2 separate regions of the Mus musculus genome follow, and region 2 is linked to region 1. The links are chromatin contacts, called in public Micro-C maps. All regions are on one chromosome and are shown on one strand. The core of a region is the stretch at or near the end of the contact, and the rest is flanking DNA. Distances in the headings are between cores, read along the strand shown. Region 1 overlaps Ccdc57 (coiled-coil domain containing 57). Region 2 overlaps Gm30062 (a long non-coding RNA gene).

What was found. Hi-C and Micro-C count contacts between places; a contact is called where the count stands out from the background.
Region 2: a Micro-C map of muscle stem cells shows a contact between it and region 1, with 2.6 times the contacts expected there. The contact joins two enhancer-like sites. A contact is called at or near these places in 4 of 484 Hi-C or Micro-C datasets (bone marrow-derived macrophages, cerebellar granule neurons, muscle stem cells and 1 more), 2 of 115 datasets of contacts at active chromatin or transcription factors (effector CD8 T cells and fibro-adipogenic progenitors) and 1 of 9 other capture datasets (embryonic stem cells).

What each region holds. Positions count from the first base shown.
Region 1 is chr11:120,904,007-120,907,343 of GRCm38.p6, forward strand. Ccdc57 (coiled-coil domain containing 57) reads right to left here. Exons shown (of 19, transcript NM_027745.1): 4 at 1-79. Among named protein-coding and RNA genes, the nearest start is that of A430102A20Rik, 27 kb to the right of the region's middle. Within about 2 kb of position 1,550, at least 91 of the 459 cell types and tissues checked have an H3K27ac peak or open chromatin away from gene starts, as enhancers often do. A contact at or near this core is called in muscle stem cells, where this site is marked.
Region 2 is chr11:121,013,727-121,016,938 of GRCm38.p6, forward strand. It overlaps Gm30062 (a long non-coding RNA gene), which reads left to right. Exons shown (of 3, transcript XR_003949840.1): 2 at 206-382; 3 at 1,066-1,695. Among named protein-coding and RNA genes, the nearest start is that of Gm30062, 5.9 kb to the left of the region's middle. Within about 2 kb of position 1,270, at least 69 of the 459 cell types and tissues checked have an H3K27ac peak or open chromatin away from gene starts, as enhancers often do. A contact at or near this core is called in muscle stem cells, where this site is marked.

The sequences.
Region 1 (3,337 bases), core at 300-2,799:
CGTTGCTCATGTCGTCAGCCCTCAGCTGGAACTCATGCTCTCTTCTCTGCATTTTAGATTCAAACTCCAGCAGCAGCTCCTGGGACAAAAGAGCCAGGAGTGAAGGAGAGTGGCTGCCGCCAAGGCCTCAGCTTAGGTGTGAGACTGACACACAGTGTGAATCACGGTTTTATACTACAAACAAAGTTTTCTGTTCTACAGATAAACTGCTTACCTCTATTTCCCTACCACCACTCTTCAATATCTGTACATCTATACACGCTTTTAATCCCAGCACTCAGGAGGCAGAGGCAAGCGGATTTCTGAGTTTGAGGCCAGCCTGGTCTACAGAGTGAGTTCTAGGACAGCCAAGGCTACACAGAGAAACCCTGTCTCGAAAAACAAACAAAACCAACCAACCAACCAACGACAGAACAACAAAAATTCTCAGGTAAAATGGGGTCATAGATGAAACCATTTTAAGAAGCCTCTCTCTGAGGGATGACTGTAACTCTTGCAGTTCGGTGAGCACCCAGGTTGCAGCCATTGCTGTCAGGCTAGCATATATTCCCTTCTGCAAACTTCCTTCTCATTTCTGACATGATGAGGTCTGCCACGGGGTCCTCGGTTGATACGAGAGTTTGGATCCTCCAGTTACTAGCAAGCCAAAAAACCTAATTTCTATATTTCTGGGGCCAGGTACTTAATCTCATTTTTGATCAGCACAGAGCCAGAGCCCCTGGAAGGACTGAGTGCTCAGGCACATATGCCAGCCCTAGTCCTGGGCCCTGCCCTGCCCTGCCCTCCACCAGACTCCAGCCCTGAAGGACAGACTGAGGGAGGACAGATGCAGCTCTGAGGGAGTTGTCCCCACCCTTACCCCATGAAGCACCATCCAGCCCTGGTAGACAGGTGCACTGTGTGAGTTCTGCAGCAACAGGTCTCACTTTCTGGCTCAGGAAACTGCAGAAAGCACAACTAGAAGTTATATTTCACTTTTTCAATCCCTTGAAAGGTAAATGTGAAATATATAGTCACGTGAGTGACCCTTATTGGAATTAGAATATTAAAATCATTACTATAATTATAAAATCATGGCTGAATGCTTGCCTGTTATGTGTGGTGCCTTGGGTTCTATTCCAAGCATAGGGACAAATGAAAGACAAAAGGAAGGAAAGAAGAAAGAAAGGAAGGAAGGGAGGGAGGGAGGGAGGGAGGGAGGGAGGGAGGGAAAAAGGAAAGGAAAGGAGAAGAGAGGAGAAGGGAGGGGAGAGGGGAAGGGAGGGGAGAGGAGAGGAGGGGAGGGGAGAGGAGAGAAGGATGGTGAGTTAGTAGAACCTACCTGTAAACAGAGAACCTGGGAGGCAAAGATAGAGAAGATCCCCTCAAGTTCTGGGCAGCCTTGGCTACATGTTAGGAATCTGTCTCAAAGGACAAAACCAAAGCAACCAACTAACCAAACAGCAACAAATCCACAGAATTTGAAACAGTTTTTTCTGAACAAAATCCACAGAGGAAGTTCTGCAGGTTGTGGCCACCAGAGAGCAGAGTTCCATGCTAAGTCAAGCCTGTGCTGCCACCTTCTGGTCTTGCTGGACAGTGTGACAGGCAGCCATGACCTGTCTCCACTGTGCTCTTGTCAATGTTCTGGGGACCGTGTCTCTGGATAAACCATGGGACCTCACACAACAGTCTGTCACTCTGTCTCCTTGCACACATTCTTTGTCTCAACAACTGGCAGTCATCCTCTGTGGCACCTGCCTCTTCCATCAGGCCCATCAGAGCTCAGGGTCAGATGTCCCCACTGGCTCCCCTTCTGGGCATGCTCATATCTGCAGGGGCCTACTACCCCATCAGCCTGCTGGCTACTTCTCCCATGCCTGGCCCAGTAAGTCCGCAATCATGTATGTCACTGCTCTACACAAACACTCAACAGTTTCCCATGGTGCCAAAGTCTTTAAAGGCTCTGAAGGCCGAGCTCCACTTTGGACATTCGTCCTCTGAACTTGAACTCTATCTTCTAGGTATCTCCGAGCACATGGGCAGGTTCTTGTCTTCCTCCTCCTGAACTCTCTTCTGCACCCTCACCAACGTCTGTGGCTCCTCTTGCCCACTCACTGTACTTGACTCCTGACCCTCCCGTCTCATCACATCTATAGGCAGTTAACTGTCTCAAGGTGTTCTTCCCTCTATAAGGGCAAGCATGGCAGGTATGACTGACAGGCATGACAGGTATGACAGGAATGACAGGGATCCGTGCGCAATCCCAAGCCTGAAGAGCTACCAGCATGCAGCATGCATTCAGAAACATTTCTGAAATGAGTGGGTAAATTTCCTCCAATGTCTTGTGAGCCTGTGACTATCCAATAAGAAAAAGGATTTTCTCTGGTTCACAGTACGTGATAACTGACCAGTCAGTTACTAGTTATAAACTTGCCTCAACTTATAAGAGAAAAATCATTATTTCATTGAATTGGTTCTATTTACAAGGGTGACCAACATGTGAGATTCTGGCCCAACAACAGAAAAGAGCAATTGAGCAAAAGAGTTGTTGGTCTTTAAGATTCTGTGTTAACACAACTCTCTGCTCACAACTACCCAGAAGGCCAAGACTGTTCCAGGCCAGATCAGGCTGCTATAGGCAGACTGCCCCGGGCTGCAGAAGGCTGCCTCAGGCTGGCTATTCCAACCCACCAGGGGCAGACCTTTCCCTAGCCTCCTGCGGCAGAGCTGGCACAGTAGCATGTAAGGCTTGGTGCTTCCAGAGATAGGGCTAGGGACACCTGAGTGTGCTCCACTGAGTCTGCACAAACTAATCACTCAGCCGCCTTTCCCAGCTAGAGACTCTCTTGAAGCTCCCTTGGTGACTTTGGTACCACTGCGAGAGTGTCATTTCTTAGACACAACAGTTGCTGAGTTGTTTTTGGTGGTTGTGTTGCTGCTAACTTTTTAGACAGGTTCTCATTTTGTAGGCCAAGTTGGCCTTAAACTCACAGTGATTCCCCTGCCTCAGCCTCCCAAGTATTTATTAAGATTTCTTGCTACTTTGAACCACCACATCTGGTACAATTAATCTTTTCTTGACTACATTATTTCCAGGCTTTGGCTCAATGTGCAAGACTCTTGGCTGTTTCCGAAGTCAAACTGGTCATTCCCACTCCACTCCGCATTCTCTTAAAGGCACGATCGACCGCTCATCAGACCCAGATAGATGCCCTGACAGGGAAAGCTAGGTGGGAACGGCAGGAGGTGATAGAGACCTCAGGCGATGGGTAGGGTGAGCAGGAAAAAAGAGTTCTTGGGAGGCAGGCTTCTCCTCCCACCCCCCAGACAGGGTTTCTCTGTGTAGCCCTGGCTG
Region 2 (3,212 bases), core at 20-2,519, 110 kb after region 1:
GTCTTGTGCTGCAGGCATCCTTGGCACACACCACAGAGCCTACCAGACAAATGAAGTCTTTTAGACGGTCCAATGTGGTGTGCCAGCCACCGATGCTGGGCTGTTTCTTAACTGACAGGGACATGTTAACAGTGAGAAAGACCAGGTACATCCAGGGACTGCGGCTCACGGTTACCTAACTGAGCATAACTTGCTTCTGTTTCAGGTACAGGAAGTGACTAGTCTTGCCGAGTTGCTCTTCTGCCTGTGAATTCTTGCTAAAGCATGCCTATGCAACCCTTGGCTCTGCATCTCCTTATGTCTCACAGCATCTTCCATCTTCGGTGGAACCCCAGCCCACAGGAAGCTAAGGCCTGAGGATCAGGAGTTCAAGGCCAGCCAGGTACATATCAAGTGAAATTCCAGCCTGGGTTACTGGGATGATATCAAACTTAACAAAGGTGGGTGTAGTGACACACAGCTCTATCCTGGTGCTTGTGAGGTGCAGGCAGGAGGATCATAGGTTCAAAGTTATCCTTGGCTACATAGTGAAAATCGAAGCCAGCCTGGGCTACAGACAAATAAAAACAGACCACAAAACAAAAGATAGCATTTGGCCCTGGTAACTCTGTGTCCACCTTTCAGCCAGGTGGTTTAAGGCAGATTGCAGGGAGGGCACCTAAAGCTTGAGGAGAAAGGCTGTTTTATGTATGTTTACTGGAACCTTAGTTCAGGTGGGCCACTTAAAATGTTTCATCTGAGTGGGTGAGCGGTACAATGCGATGAAAAGGAACTTGGAGTCCCCAGGATACTGGAAGCCCGAGTTCCAGTTCTGCAACCCAGAACAAGTGAAATGTTCCGTGAAAATTTTATGTTCTGGTTTCCATGTGAATATGAAACAGTAACACATGTGAGGTTTTTCTCTACCCCATACTTGAATTTCTGATTTCCCTCTTCTTAGCCAACATTGCCCTACACTCCCCCACACTCTCCATACCCTCCTCTCAGACTCCTTATTCTTCCTCCATGTCACCTTGTGGTGGTTCTGCAGTGGGGATGGGTGTCTCACGATTTTAATCCTTACAGGTCTTCCCGAGTACAGACACAAAGAGAAGCTCGGGTCACTCAGAAGTGGAAGGAAACACGCCCTAGCGTGACTAGTGCAGATGGGATCTAAGTGTTCAACTCACACAGGACTTTTGTCATTCCGTTCCCGGGAGTATTACTGCAGCATCGCTTTCGCTTGTTCCCAGCTGAGTTCGTCATGACGTAATCGTAGGAATCCGAGGAAGTGCGCGCGTCTCCAGGAAGCGAGAGTGACGCCACAGTCTGGCATCTTGCAGTCTTCCCACTGCTCTGCCTGGACATTTTGTGGAGAATATCCCAGAATCTTGCGTTTGCCACCTCTAGTGGAGAAGCAGATAGGTCACAGGGAGCTGAATGCAGGAGGCAGCGCCAAGGCTCCCACCACCAGGAAGAACCGCCTCCAGATGGTTCCCGGACCAAAGTGAGCAATCACCTGTCATCGCCTGTGGGAAGACGTCAGCAGGCAATGCTTGCCAACAGCACCTGGACCATCTCTGCTAGCTGACAAGACCTAACCAACCTTCTTTTATCTTTCATGACGTCTGTGCTTCCAAACTTACTAGATACAAATGCGAGGCGTTTTCTAAGTTTAAATTCTCACTCAAATCCCTATTAAAATTTTCCCCTGTGCTTATGTTTTTCCTTTTGTAAAACATTCAGATTCTGTCTTAGAATAGAAAACAAAACAAAACCCAACACTACACAAACGGGGCATGGTTTTGCATTTGCTGGCACACTGAATGAAAACAGCTCTCAGAAACCAGGATGGAGCTGGGATAGACGCCTCTAGGGTCCTTCAGCTTCCTACACAGGGCATCTAGCTAGACGCCCTTAACTGTTAGTGAGTGAGCAGAGACTAAGTAGAGGTGTCTGTGGATTTGGAACAGCTTAGAAAGTAGCTGAGATCTTGCAGGGCCGGGCAGCAGGAAATTAGTGTTTACTGGGACAAAGCCATCTGCCTAGGGAAGACATTCTTCAGTGGACGTGACACTGCATACTGCCCTGCACAGGCTGGCCTTAAACTTACCGTGTAGCTGAGGATCTCCCTGCATGTCTTATTTCTCTGCTTCTACCTCCCAAGTCCTGGGATTACAGGCACAAACCACCACATACAGCGTCCCCTAAACTTTTCTGGTTCCCTCTGATTGCCAGAGGCAGCAGGAATGCAGCCCAGCACTGCGGAGGGCAGTCGGAGGAGAGCCCAACTAAGGACCTCCACTTGGATAAAGCCAGATCCGTGACTGCATCCTAGGAAAGACATTCAGACAAGCCGATGTGAAATAAAGTTAGTGGGTTACTAAGTAAAGCTAATGGATGATAAATACTTATATTTACCAGGATGGACACTATTCAGCTGGAATGGAACATGGTGACCAGGTTGTTTGGTTGCTGTGGGGCATTTTAAGACTCATGAGAAATGAAACATTGCTTAAGGGCCGCCTTGGAGGGTGTTCTCTATGGTGTGATGCAGGCGTTGTTGTCACCAGGGAGTCAGGATGGCCGTGGAGATGGAGGAGCAGCTGGAGGCCTGTGCTTCCTGTGGCCTGGACAGAGAAGAGGAAGCATCCATATGTGATCCAGGAGACAGAGGCTAAAGAATGCCTCGGCCCTCCAGGCTGGTCTCAGAGCTTTTCCATCAATGGCTGAGGGCCCTCCCAGCACTAGAGGGTGGTCCAGGTTGGCCTCAAACTTCTGCAAAGATCTCTATGAAGAGATGGACTCTCCAAATTTCAGTCAGCCCTTTAGAGTCGGTAATGAAGAAACACACAGAAAGATAGAAACAGACAGACAGACACACACACACTCATAGAGAGAAAGGCAGAGAGACAGGGAGATATAGACACACAGAGAGACATAGAGAGAGAAACAGAGAAAGATGAAGAGACATAGAGTTATAGACACACACACACAGAGACAGAGACACAGAGATACAGACAGAGAAACACAGACATGCAGAGAGACAGAGAGATAGACACAGAGAGACAGAGAGATAAACACACAGAGACAAAGAGAGACAGAGACACAGAGAGAAGGGGAAGGAAAGGAAGGAACAAAGAGATACAGACACACACAGAGAGACTGAGATACAGACACACACATACAAAGAGAGAGACAGAGAGATAAAGACACACACACACACAGACTGA